Linked DNA regions of Zea mays: region 1 is linked to region 2. Evidence: chromatin contacts called from public Hi-C data. All regions are on one chromosome and are shown on one strand. Each heading gives the region's core, a stretch centred on a gene start, on an enhancer-like site or on the middle of the called end of the contact. The rest is flanking DNA. Distances are from core to core; before and after follow the strand shown. Region 1 has its middle 32 kb from the start of LOC100286024. Region 2 holds the start of LOC103645193.

The links. A called contact is a pair of places that touch in the nucleus more often than the background predicts.
Region 1: a contact with region 2 is called in a Hi-C map of tassel, with 2.4 times the contacts expected there. The contact joins the enhancer-like site here to the promoter of LOC103645193 in region 2. A contact is called at or near these places in 2 of 25 Hi-C or Micro-C datasets (ear and tassel).

The regions. Positions count from the first base shown.
Region 1 is chr1:202,057,655-202,064,645 of Zm-B73-REFERENCE-NAM-5.0, reverse strand. No RefSeq gene overlaps it. Among protein-coding and RNA genes, the nearest start is that of LOC100286024, 32 kb to the left of the region's middle. Within about 2 kb of position 3,540, at least 17 of the 20 cell types and tissues checked have an H3K27ac peak or open chromatin away from gene starts, as enhancers often do. A contact at or near this core is called in ear and tassel, where this site is marked.
Region 2 is chr1:201,924,114-201,931,412 of Zm-B73-REFERENCE-NAM-5.0, reverse strand. It overlaps LOC103645193, which reads right to left and starts at 3,985. Exons shown (of 5, transcript XM_023300874.1): 1 at 3,977-3,985; 2 at 3,603-3,782; 3 at 3,304-3,498. The coding sequence starts at 3,985. It overlaps LOC109943721 (a long non-coding RNA gene), which reads left to right and starts at 4,342. Exons shown (of 2, transcript XR_002266805.1): 1 at 4,342-4,617; 2 at 4,730-5,176.

The DNA of each region.
Region 1 (6,991 bases), core at 2,291-4,790, 130 kb before region 2:
ACCTCATCACTCGGTTATTTTCCTCAAAATAACTTGTAAAGCTGGCTATCACTCGGCGTTACCTCTAAAATGCCGACCACGTGTTCAATCGCTCGGCATTACTTCTAAAATGCCGATGCTGACCTTCAATCGCTCGGCATTACTTCTAAAATGCCGATGCCGACCTTCAATCACTCGGCGTTACCTCTAAAACGCCGACCACGTGTTCAATCGCTCGGCATTACTTCTAAAATGCCGATGCTGACCTTCAATCGCTCGGCATTACTTCTAAAATGCCGATGCCGACCTTCAATCACTCGGCGTTACCTCTAAAATGCCGACCACGTGTTCAATCGCTCGGCATTACTTCTAAAATGCCGATGCCGACCTTCAATCGCTTGGCATTACTTCTAAAATGCCGATGCCGACCTTCAATCACTCGGCGTTACCTCTAAAACGCCGACCACGTGTTCAATCGCTCGGCATTACTTCTAAAATGCCGATGCCGACCTTCACTCACTCGGCGTTGCCTCTAAAACGCCGACCACGTGTTCAGTCGCTCGGTATTACTTCTAAAATACCGACGCCGACCTTCAATCATTCGGCATTGCCTCTAAAAACGCGGATCTTGTGTTCGATTGCCTGGTGTTACTTCTAAAACACTGATGACGACCTACACATCGCTCGGCGTTGTTTCTACTACATTAAAAGAATCGGTTCAACATTCAGGAAAAGCAACGACAAGTCATCGAAAAGGGGGGATCAACGATAGTTCTTCATTAAAAGGGAAGTTAACGAGTTTACAAACCAACTCTTCACGAGTTGGTACTTCCCTACTTCTACTCTACATTATTACTACTACTAAACTACACTAATTACTACTACATTATTCTAACTATACTAAACTATACTAACATTTAAGAAGACCAGTGGCGTCTAGCCACTGGCCCTGCCCCTGCCGCCGCCGCCGCCCTTGGTGCTGCCCTTGCTGCTGCCACCCTTGGTGCTGTCCCTGCTGCCGTCGCCGCCGCCCCTGCCACTGCCGCTGCCGTCACCGTCGCCGTCGTCGTCGTCGTCGTCGTCGTCGCCTTCACCCTCGTCGCCGCCGTCCGAGTCCTCCTCATCCGAGGAGTACTCCGACTCATCCGAGCCTTCGAGCCCGGAGCGCTCGACGGCCCGGATGTACGACCAGACCTCCGCGGCAATCCCCTGGGAATCGTCTGAATCATCAGACGACGCCGGGGGAGAGACGGGGGCCGGGGATCCCTCGGACTCAGAGGAGAACTCCTCCTCTGAGTATTCCGAGTCACCGAACTCGTCCGACGGAGGAGTCGGCTCGCGCTTGCGCTTGGTGCCCTTGCCCATGGTGGAAGCAGACAGAAGGGAGGAGAAGAAGGCAGTAAGTAACGGCGAAGAGATGTGAAAAAACCAGAGAAGCAAAGGCGTTATTTATAGAGGGGAAAGCAACCGCTCACTTCCAACCGCGGTCACTGAACAGTCGCAAAGCATTCAATAAGCACTCCCACCCATCTGAAGACACGTCAGACAGCGGACGCCGTTTCATGCATCACTACACCCATTGGGACTCCAGTCAACAGTGTAAAGGATATGATTACACTAGCCGTCCCATCGCATTACTACTCAGAGGCAACCGGCTAAAACACTCAGCGTACCAAGCCGTCCCTTGCCCACACCCATTGGGGGGGGACGCCCAGGAATTATCAGTATATTTTTCAAAAACGGTCACATCCGTGCAGGGCACGCAGTGAATACCTCAAGACAAAAATGAGATATCAACAAGAGTTAGAGGGAAGCCAAATATAGCCAGTAGAGTGCAAAATATGGTCGACAGAAATGACTTGAAGGCTAGACAGAGAACGTCCATCAAATGTCCAATCAGTCACAGAGCAAATAAATTACACTACCTAGCGAGATATGGATGGATTGCGAACTCGGCTGCAAAAGACAAAATACATGCTGACCTCTGAAGCATAATATTGATGACATAGCGCGGATGACATCATGCCAACTTTTTACAAGCAGAAAGGATAATTTTCAGCAAAAGGACACAGAAGGAAGACCTTCGAGTGGATTATCCTCAAAAATCCACTTGAAGGTCGGGGGCTACACCCATTGGGTGCACCTTCGGTGCACCCCATGGATTATCATTCTAAATCAATATAGTGCCGACCTCTAAGGCGTAGAACAAGATTGGAAAGATCAATCCTCAACTGAGATGCAGGAGCGCGAATGGAGATAATCTTCGGAGAAGACCTTTGAGTAGATTATCTTCTAAAATCTACTCAAAGGTCGGGGGCTACACCCATTGGGTGCACCTCCGGTGCACCCAATGAAGTCCAGAATCTTACAATCCAAAATGCTGATTTCTAAGGCACATGCACAAAATTAAACTTTAGTCGAGCAAGTGATCAGAGCAAGAGAAAACAGCAGGGAGTCATTTTTGGACCTTGGATCTTTGAGTTGATTACCTCTAAATCAACCCAAAGATCGGGGGATTGTGGGGGATAGATATCCCCTGGGTCCACTAAAGAAGTAAAAGGCCTCACGAAAGGCCCAAGGGCCCAATAATTCGTAAGGTCATTCTTTCGTGGGCCTAGGGAAAGACAGCCGATAAAGAAGAGAAGACGTGAGACCGGATTGGTGCAAACCCGGACGGCCCACAACGTCGGGCGAGTAAATCGCAACAGAGACCCGACTTTCCCGCGCTGAAGCCCCCATGCAACAGAGCCATGCGAGGATAAGTCGGCAAGGGTTACGTAGGGATAATCTCAAGAGGTTCACTATCTTTTAGCTACTTGTTGTCATCTTACCCACGTGTACTGCCCCACGGTCGAGTATATAAGGCCTAGGGGGCACCCCTTCAGATCGATCGACCCTATATTACTTAGCCACCCACGTAAACTCTCTGTGCCTTCAACCCAGAGAGTCCTCTTGTAATCACATCCGAATTCTCATCAGGACGTAGGGTGTTACGCATCTCTAAGCGGCCCGAACCTGTAAATCTTGTCCACTATCTCTCGTGCGATCGGCACGAACCATTTTGCTACAGTCGTTGACACCGTCCTACTCCTAGAAAACACTTTGAGGGGCAACCCCGGGTGTGCGGTCGGACCCAAAACACCGACAAATACCGACTTTGCCCCTGAGGGGTCTCACATCTCTATATAAGGAACATGTACACCCCCATCATAAGACAGAGATCAGAAAGAGGCCAGAGGCCCAACCTTATATCCAGTGTCTTGTGTGTTTCCTCTGTCGTGTTTATGGGAAGGGAGACGGGTCTTCTACAACTTCTCGCGCCTCTACTGCTGACGGGAGAGAAGGGAGCGAATCTGGTGATACATGGTAACATAGTTCTCAACACAATCGACGCTGTTCCTTACTCCTCTTCTCATCTTCTGTGACCGCGGCATCCTTGTTTCACAAGATAGAAAAGCGTTTGTTAATGGTGTTTTACGCTCATGCCCCCACGTTCCACCTATCTATCGGATCCAGCGCGGAAGCACGCAGGCGTTCATGAGGGCACCAGTGTCATTTCCACCGTTTGTCGTTCTCGCGCGGCCCACCGATGGCGGCTTGCGGCCCACGGCCCGCGAGAGGGGAGCAGTAGAGTAAATAAGAAAGCACCATATTCGCCACCACTCGAGTCGACACGCACGAGTCCGCTTCTTCGCGACTCCTCTCCGCCTCTCCGCCCCGGTCCCCTGTCTCCCCACCCTCCTCGTCGTTGCATCGCCGCGACCCCCAAGGTCGCCTCCAGCCATGGCGCGCCCGTCGTAGGAGGTGATCGACACTTGCGTCAGCATCACGGGTGCCAACGAGGCCACCACCATCCGTGTGCTCGAGGAGATGACGCCTGCCCGCCCCTTCCCTTCCTCGTCTCTACGTCTCTACCCATTGGTGTTACGTTCCTGCCTTTTCGGGATTCTTTGCTCGGGGTTTCGGGCTAGGATTTAGCTTCGGCTCCGCATAGTGTGGGTTCGTTAGATGGCGCCATGGCGGTGTGGTGCAGGGCCGTGGCTGTGAGATGTGCGACTTGAGCCGAGATTTCATGTGCGTAATCGTAGTCGCCTCCCTGTGGGTTCAGAGGTCGTAGAATTTGTGGAATTTGAGTTTATAAAGAGTGTAATGCATGGGGGGTTTCTGGTTGTGATGGGATTGGTCCCTGCACTTATGGGGTGTTTGGTTTGAGTAATGACCTAGTCCATCATCTTCTCACTCCTCAATATGTTTGTTTGTTTGTGAAATGGAATGAGTTTATCCATCACCACCTCATTCCTTATAGTTAGTTTGTTAGTACTAATATGAGGAATAGGGTAATCCCACCAAATTTGAGAAATGAATCCATGATGCATCCCCTTAATTTGGATGGAGTGATTCCTTAAACCAAACACCCCCTTAGTTTTTACTTTGCATTCGTGCAGTGTGAAATGCCGAGACTAAACTAGATCGGGGCCGATGAACGGAGTAGCGCGCGGGTGCATCGGATCTCATCAAATGTTGTAAACTTGTAAATGAGAATTCCTTAACTGTTTAGCTGGAGAACTAAGTTGTAAGTTCACTTATGTTAAATTTTGTTGGACGCTCAGTTTCTGGAATTGTTAGATTGTGTCGATTTGGTGAGGGAAAAACACTTGTTGGGATGTTTGTTTATGTGGGGTCCAAAATAATGTTATTGTCTCCTGCCTGGTTGAAGGTTTGCATTGGTCCTGTTTGAGTTTGGAATAATGCAGAGTTAAGATCGCTGACTGAAACACTTCAATATATTTCAGAATGTGTGCTAAATCATTGAGCATGTGATATGATTGGATCACAGAAGCTCCAGCAGATTTGTGTTTGATCTAATGGTGCAGTTCAAACTGTAGTCTACAGTCTGAATTGAATTATTTCTGTCTCTGTTATGAAGACATGCTCAAGTTCATGTATTTCACATACCTGTTTATGTAGCATCTCTAACAAACTACTGGAATTTATACAAATGGTATTTTATTGTTGAATATTAAATGTTTTTCTATCTGTCAGCTATTCTCTATGATGAATACATACATGTCTATGTGATGAAGACATGCTGCAGTTGTGTTAGCCAACTGAACGCGAGGTACGGTGTCCAGTGTTGTACGTAGAACGGGGGTTTAGGCTAACTCCAAATCCCCAACAATACCATCTATTTCTAGGGACTCATTCGAAGAACGGAGCATATGAAGTATTGTGCGGTCTAGTCCTTGGGGTGATTCCGAAGACTCTCGAAAGTATAATGTATCAACCTGTCTGTAATGTGTTCTACGAACCTTTTTCCTAGAGAAAATCAAATGAAACGAGAAAAGAGAGAGGAAATACCACATTTTGCATTATTCGTCTCAATAGATAACTTTTTGTCATCCTCCTCTTTCCCCTCATCTTCGTATCTCTGAAGATGAAGGAAGACAGGTCTACCTACTGTGTTGTCCTGTTATGGTCATTGTGGGAATTTTAACAGGGGACCAACAATGCCCTTATAACTTGGTGAGATGGAGCGATTGAGGTCCGATGATTTTTTTGGTGAAGATCTTGGTGGTCTTCTGGCATTGATTCTCTATTCTTTTGTCATGAGGTATTTAAACTATAAAAAACCTAAGTTTCTAAAAATTCTAATAAAATCCTAGAGATAGAATGAGACACTAATAACAACAATAAAGCCTTTTAGCCCTAAGCATATTGGTGTAAGCTAGGGTTAAAACCCACCCACAAGTTAAGGTTCAGACACGTGGATAGATGTTTTCTATGCACTCTTATTCAAGGCTAACTCTTTGGATATATTCTATTCTTTAAAGTCTCTTTTTTTTGTGAAGACCTTTGATGTGGACCTTAGGCGAGGCGAAGATCTGGTTCCTTACTCTCGGGGGACATGACTGGCCAGAGAACTTTCTGAGCGCGCTTTTAAGGGCATAATAGTGGTACCTCTAATTATCACACTCGACACATATACTGCAATGTTCTAGACTCGATGATTTCTTGTATAGCCACAAATCCAATGTACATATTTCTGCAACAGTTATCTGATGAACACGTTGTCTTTAGACAAGATATTCGGGACATGTAAAAGTATCTCTAAAAGCTTTCAAGAAATAACTAAAAATGGAAAAACCCAAAACATTATACATGTGTTTTAAAAAAACTCCCCATAATAAAAATATGAGATGCATCAGGAAAGAATAAAGCAGTACAATCTCTACTACTCTTAAGACGCTACTGTAGGCGTCCACATTTTGGTTCTGCCGATCCCTCTGCCCACCCACCGCCCGTCTGCTCCCCGCCATCACCGCGACGCCAGCCGCCATCAACACCGATCCTGCGATCCGGGGGCCTGCAGCGCGGCCGCCATCAACGCACCCTCGATCTGCCATCCTCGATCCGCCATCTACGAGCCCCGCCATCAACGCGGCCCGCCATCTACAAGCCCCGCCATCAACACGGCCCGCCATCTACGAGCCCCGCCATCAACGCGGCCCGCCATCAACGCTCCTCGATCTCTGCTTCGGGCAGACGCATCCTCCATGGTCCTCCCCTCTGCGTCTGCATCCTCCGCCATCATTCGCCCACCCACGTCGCGTTGCGCTCCAACCAATCTCCGTGGTCCTCTCCCCTCTCCATCCTCTCTCGCCTATCCCTTCGTCATCTCTGTTGCGATAGGTTGAGCGCCTCACACGACCCTGAAGAAGACGTCGACGCCACCGCGCCACGCCTCGATCTCTGCTCCGGGCAGGGCCCTCACCATGTCCCGCACGACCCCGAAGACGACACTGACGCGCATCTCTTCGCCAGCCGCCGCCACCACGCCACGCCCCAATCTCTGTTCGTGCCACCGTGAGTATGTCTCCTTCCTCCCCACGGAGTTCCTCGTGAGGACGGTAGCATGGGCAACAGTGCTCGGCCACATCGTCTTCGACATCGTGGGCTTCCCATCACTTGGCGCTGTCGGATGCGGGAGACGCAGTCGCAGGCTGCGCTCCTG
Region 2 (7,299 bases), core at 2,736-5,235:
AGAAAAATATCTGTAACGGCGCATTGCATCAAACTTTGGATTCTCAATTACAATTCTACCATTCTTGTCCTGTACAGTGCCACTTCGTGCTTGTCGTGTCCACCGTTTCAATATATAATATTGTGTAGGCAATGACTTGATATTCATTAAATCAAGAACTTTCAAAGCATGAGCACATATTATACCAATTCTATTAAATAAGTTGCAACTACATATTGCTGTTTGGTCCAAAGGTGTCGGCGTTTCGAGACAGGGGGGTCCCTAAGCCGACGAGTGAGTGTGCTGCGTGCCCCAGCCCAGATGGGTCGAGCGCGTGGGCGAGCGCGAAGGGGGGAGAGGCGAGGTGGCCGGAGTCGAGTGTGAGAGAGGTGGAAGTCCCGCGGCCTTCGTGTTCGTCCCGCGCCCAGGTCGGGTGCGCTTGCAGTAGGGGGGTTACAAGCGTCCACGCGGGTGAGGGAAGCGAGCGGCCCCAAGAGAGCGCCTGTCCCGTCCTCGGTCCCGCGTGGCCAACCTTTTTTGAGAAGGCCCTGGTCCTCCCTTTTATAGTCGTAAGGAGAGGATCTAGGTGTACAATGGGGGGTGTAGCAGAGTGCTACGTGTCTAGCGGAGGGAGAGCTAGCGCCCTAGGTACATGCCAATGTGGCAGCCGGAAAGATCTGGGCACCCTACTGGCGTGATGTCGTGGCTGTCGGAGGTGCGGCGGAGCCTGGCGGAGGGACAACTGTTGGAGCGGTCGAGTCCCTGCTGACGTCGTCCTGCTTCCGTAAGAGAGCTGGGGGCCGCCGTCGTCATAGAGCTTGTGGAGCGCCATCATTGCCCCTCCGGCGGAGCTGGCCGGACGGGACGCCGGTCTTGTCCTCCGTGACCCGAGTCGATTCGGGGTAGGATGATGATGGCGCTTCCCGTTGACGTGGCGGTCTGTGCCCTAGGTAGGGCGACGTGGGGGTTCCTCCGAAGCCGAGGTCGAGTCTGCCTTCCGTTGCCGTGGCCGAGCCCGAGCCAAGGGGTCGGGCAAGGCGGAAGTCGTTCGGCCGAGGCCGGGGCGGAGTCCGAGCCCTGGGGTCGGGCGAAGCGGAGTTTCGTCGTCTTCCGGGTGTTAGCCCGAGTCCGAGCCCTGGGGTCGGGCGGAGCGGAGTTCGCCGTCTTCCGGGTCTTAGCCCGAGTCCGAGCCCTGGGGTCGGGCGGAGCGGAGTTCGCCGTCTTCCGGGTCTTAGCCCGAGTCCGAGCCCTGGGGTCGGGCGGAGCGGAGTTCGCCGTCTTCCGGGTCTTAGCCCGAGTCCGAGCCCTGGGGTCGGGCGGAGCGGAGTTCGCCGTCTTCCGGGTCTTAGCCCGAGTCCGAGCCCTGGGGTCGGGCGGAGCGGAGTTCGCCGTCTTCCGGGTCTTAGCCCGAGTCCGAGCCCTGGGGTCGAGCGGAGCGGAGTTCGCCGTCTTCCGGGTCTTAGCCCGAGTCCGAGCCCTGGGGTCGGGCGGAGCGGAGTTCGCCGTCTTCCGGGTCTTAGCCCGAGTCCGAGCCCTGGGGTCGGGCGGAGCGGAGTTCGCCGTCTTCCGGGTCTTAGCCCGAGTCCGAGCCCTGGGGTCGGGCGGAGCGGAGTTCGCCGTCTTCCGGGTCTTAGCCCGAGTCCGAGCCCTGGGGTCGGGCGGAGCGGAGTTCGCCGTGGCGCCTTTGGCAAGGCCTGACTGCCTGTCAAACTCACTCTGTCGAGTGGCGCTGCAGTCGGGGTGGCGCAGGCGGCGCTGTCTTTCTGTCAGACTGGCCAGTGGAGCGGTGGAGTGACGGTGGTCACTTCGGCTCTGCCGGGGGCGCGTGTCAGGATAAAGGTGTCAGGCCACCTTTGCGTTAAATGCCCCTGCAATTTGGTCAGTCGGTGTGGCGATTTAGTCAAGGTTGCTTCTGAGCGAAGCCAAGGCCTCGGGCGAGCCGGTGATGTGTCCGCCATAAAAAGGGGGCCTCGGGCGAGACGGAAGTCTCTCGAGGTCGGCTGCCCTTGGCCGAGGCTAGGCTCGGGTGAAGCGCGATCGAGTCACTCGTGTGGACTGATCCCTGACTTAATCGTACCCATCAGGCCTTTGCAGCTTTATGCTGATGGGGGTTACCAGCTGAGAATTAGGCGTCTTGAGGGTACCCCTAATTATGGTCCCCGACAAAAGGATTACCGATTACTATGTACTCCTCGTCAAGGACTACATCTTCACCGAGGCTCCCGGTTGCAACAAGGTGAAAGCAAATGTTTTATAGCATTCTGCATTATGTGAAAGCTGCACAATCCATGCCATGTCTCTTGAAACACTTGCTCAATCGCCTTTCCCATTGCATAATCTTGGTCTGTGTAGATTGTTTTGGGTTGCTTTCCACTATGTGCTTGTAGAAAAGTCTCAAATAGCCATTTGAAAGACTCAAATGTTTCATCATACATTAGAGCAGCACCAAAAACTATAGTTTGTCTAAACTGATTGAATCCAACAAAGACACCGAAAGGCCGGCTCTCTCTATTCGTCCCAAATGTAGTGTCAAACGAAACAATGTCACCAAAGTGTATATAATCGGCAATCATTCTAGCATCAGCCCAAAATATATTTGCAATCTTCTCTTCAGCATCCATTTGTGTCGCATATTGGAACGCCGGATTCTCTGTCATTTTATCCTGGAAATATTTGAGCATGCTTCCAGCTTGACCATATACCATCTCTCGTTGTCGCTTGCCACGCAAATAGTTTTTATGGTCACGAATGGTGTAACTCAAATTAAGCGGCCCACCCACTTGGCGACATGCTAATTCATGTGATGCTTTTGGTCCTATTCCCGAGTCATCAGCTGTTTCAATTTCAAAAGCTTGCAAATCTGAAATTTTCCTTTGTGACACCATCAAGTGGAATGTTTCTGGCAAGTGAAGGTTATGGTTGTGTTCTAAATTCAAATCATAAACTTTGTATCCACCAAACTCTTTATCTTTTACAAGTCCCATACGCACTTCACAATCCGTTCTAGTTTCAGCTCGATGACACTTTACTTCATACCCCTTTTTATCTTTCCCTCGATGACCTTGATTAGCACAAACAAATCTACATGACGTGACGTTTCCATCAATCTTACTTGTATTTGAGTACCTTTTTCTAACATCAAAACCTTTTTGACCACTATACGCTAACCAAAATCTCCAGCCCTCATCTGGGTTTCTGAATTTCATTCCAATACGAGGAATCAAACAGGGCAACACATTCTCCCTAAAAAAGACAACTAAAATTTAAAAGAAAGGAACAAATGGACCATGATATTAGGAATAAAAATAAAGTGGTGCATCTCACATGTTTGATCCGTTGGTCGCATCTTCCTCCATCTTTGCTTCTCAGCTTTTTGCCTTGTCTGTTGGTTGGTTTCCTTCGTCGCTGTCTCTCTGTATTTGGTGCTTTTTGCCCTGTCCGTTGGTTCCTTTTGTCACTGTCTCTCTGTATCTGGCGCCAAAACAGGCAGCCTTTCCCGCTGCTTTTTCCTCCGTTGCGCTGTGTTCCTAGATGAAAGAAATAAGAAACGAAGAAAAGAAGTGGGCCAGAATTACTCTGTTGGGCCGCTCCATACACTACTGAGGGAGAGGACAGCAGATCACCGTTGGTTTGAAGATCGACGAGCGCACGGCAGGCTGCCGTAAGGCAGCGGATCTGGTTCCAGTATAGTGTGTGCTGGGCGTGTGAAGGACCGAGAACACGGCCAGAAGAGGAGCGTGGGCGTGGTGAATGGAATCCAGAATTTTCTTTCGGAGAATTAACCCTTGAGCACAGGCAAATCTCTAGAAAACTAAAGCTCGTCAAAGACGTGCTAATTATTTTGCCGGATATTTTGGGTGATGACCGATGAGCACGCACTCAAATTTAGCTGAGGAACACAACAGAGACTAAACCGAAACGGTACTCTCCACCTCGATCTATCACAAAAGAGGCAAGATATACCAACTTAAAACTCACAGGGTGAACTCATGTGTGCAGCATGCATGGGGGGTGCCGACGACTCGATGAGGCGACCGCGGAGCCTAGCTCTCTGGGACTGGGACTGGGACTGGGACTGGGACTGGGACGGAAGCTTCTTCTCAAGCCCAGCCCGGCCAGCGCATGCATAATAAGATAACCGTAACCGGTCGAAGCACGCGACGCAAAGAGAACTCGCCGGCGGCTCTGACCGGCCGCTAGCAGTAGTATAATCGATGTGTGTGCTTTTCGGTGCCGCTGCGGCGTCGCCGTCGTCGGCCGTCACTGGGGCCGTGACTGCACCGACACACCAATGGCTCGTGTATTCAACGACGGATTATTAATAAATGTACGTAAGGGTCGTCATTAGCTAGAAAACAAAGGCCGGCCTGGTCGTGTCGTGCGTGCCTTCGATTGCGCATTTTGTTGAGCACACCAGTACACCACACCAGGCCAGTCTGCTGTTTCTTCTTCAGCGCACGCCCTGCTAGCTGCTGCAACGAAAACCTGAAGGTGAAGGTCTCGGACCCCTCGGTAGCCCTACACTGCAGCGGGGTAGGTGGCGAGGCGTGTCGCGTGTGCAGCACTGCAGCAGCAGCCTCTCCCGCGTCGGGTGAGGAGAGCACAGAGGAGGGGGTTGCTGTGCCTGTGCCCGGGCAGGTAGGTCATTCCTCTTTGTTCTTTTCGTCGCTCACGGTCGTCGGCCCTTCCTCCATCGGCTGTTGCGCTTTACCTGTCCGCCCCCGCCAGTGACGTGCGCGCGGCAATGCAGGTGCGCGCGGCAATACTTTTCTTCCCCCCGTGCGCTCTCCTTTACGTTTTGTTTTTGTTGGAGGAGCCGAGGAGGAAGAGTCAGCGGTCCAAGGTAAACGCTCTGCCCCTGGCGAATAAACGCTACGTCTATACGCGTCCCAGCATGTGCGGCGCGTCGGAAAGCAAACGAACAAACAACAGGGCACGCGCGTTCGGCTGACAACTACGGCTTGACGAGATGTTCATAGCTCGTCTGCTACTTCGGTTCGTGGTCAGTTATATCAGTTCGTTTGAATTTTTTTACGAGCTGAGATGACATTCTAGTTCGGTTTGTTAACGAGCCAACTCGCAAGCTAAACGAGCTAATATGTTTCAACAAAATAAAACTATATGTATATCATTTATGTAATAATTGATGAACATATTATATTTATGTATGGTGTATATGTCATATGAGTTAAACTAATGATTGATAAACTATGACTATATGTTAAATTAGTCTATGTGAATATAACTATGGTTAAACCGATGAATATGTGTGTGAATTGTGAATTGATGAGTTATGTTCATTTGGTGTTACATTGACGTGGTCTGTGAAACTATGTGTATAATTATTATTTCTATTGTTAAATTAGTTTCGAATTAACTATAAATTGATCATTATATATATTGTTCGTTTTGCTCTGACTGTCGAGCTAAACGAGTTAGATTGAGCTCATAAACGAGCCGAGCTGACTATGTGGCTCGTCGGCTTAATGAGTCGAGCCAAGCCAATTCGTTAGCTTAACGGGCCAGCTCGAACTCGGACGAGCTGAGCCGAGTTGGCTCGATATCGAACCCTAAGTAGCACACTACAAACGTCTGGGTGGATCTGTGTTCCGGAGTCTGCTGGGAGACGCTGGTATGTTAATTAGACTCGACTAGAGATGTCAATGGGAATCCAATCCCCGATTCCTCGTGAGGAATTCCTCCATTAAAAGATGTAGACGTGGAAGTTTCTTCCCCACATAGATGTAAACGGTGAAATTCTTCCTCAACGAATAAACGGGGACCCGTTAAATTTACATGTAATGTAATAATTAATGATAAATATATATAATTAACTTATGAAGAGATCACTTATTATATAAATGCGTTTATTTTGATGTATATATAAAGCAATCGATTCAACACGACAGACTCCGACGGAAATACATATACCCGGCCCATATAATGGTTCGGGTTCGGGCTCTAACCCAACCAAAAGGAAGCCGAAACTGGTGAATCTGAAATTGTTGGTTTGCCACTCGTGTAGTTCATCTTTTTTTTTGGTCTCCGAACTTGAAAAGCTCCACGCTACTGCAGTAAACGGTACTGGTACAGTGTTTTGGAGGAGCTAGAGCCACCGGAAGCTATACCAGAGATCAGTTACTGAAAGGTTCCAAACAAATGACCAAAAAAAAAAAAACAAAACAAATTGCCTTACCCATGGTAAGAAGGCGTTCTATCATAACTAGAGATCTGTTACTGAAAGGTGGTTCGTTGACAAATCAAAAGAGGTTCCTGACGGGCCAGATCCGAACTCCCGTAATGGGCCACGGCAACAAACGAGGGCCGATAAAAGTAGAAGAGCTCCGCCCATGGGCCAGAAAGACAGAACATGCCTGCATAGGATGGGAGAAGGAGATCATGGGCCACAGCCCAGATTCTCCAGAAGAAGAAGGGCGCCCGTAAAGTGAGTGATGATCAACAGCAGCTACCACCGCGTCTTACACTTTGGCGACACAGCTGCTATAGTGCTATGCCGCCCACCAGGCCACCAGTCGCCTACAGTAGCATTTCGGGGGGCTCTCCGAGGATACATACGTAACGTACTACAATGACATGCAGCTCTCGTCCTGTCAACTCAAACACGACTGCACATCGCATGAGACGAAGCAGCCAGCCTGACGCCGGGGCTGTTGCGGATCATGCTGCCACAGCGGCGACATCCAACAAACCAAGCTGGGCAGCTACAGCGGCAAGTACAGGCCGACGAGCTCAGATCTGGTCGACCCACCGACCCGTCTACCGTTCCATCGTCCCTCCCCGCCCCACGCGAACCGATCGAGCGTCGACCTCACCGCCTGCCACTGCCAGTACTGCCGTCGCTGTTCCACGAACGTGCGCGTTGCCGGCCGCCTCTCGATCGGAATTCCAAGCTGCCGCTAGCTCTGCTGGTCACCGATCGCGTTGTCGCATCCTACTAGCCTAGCCCGGTCGGTCGTTTACCTTCGCGAACATCGCCTGCGCACGTCCCGTTTCGTTCAGCTGCAGCCTTCAGAGCTAGCAAGTGTGCATGTGCGCCGGGGAAAGCCAAGCGCGCCCCGGCCTCCAAGTTCCGGACCCATATCAGCAGCAGCGATGCATGCTTGCTGTTGCTGGTGGTGGCTGTGTTCCTGTCATGCTGGTGTCCACGGTTCGCTTTCCTTATCTCTTCACTCGCACGCTCTCCGCCGAACGCCTGCTTATATCATCGATGCATGGATCGCTGCGTGCGTGCTTTGTGGCGTGGCGGCCATTATTACCTGCTGACAGTGCCATATGCACGCACGTAACATGGGAGAGAGA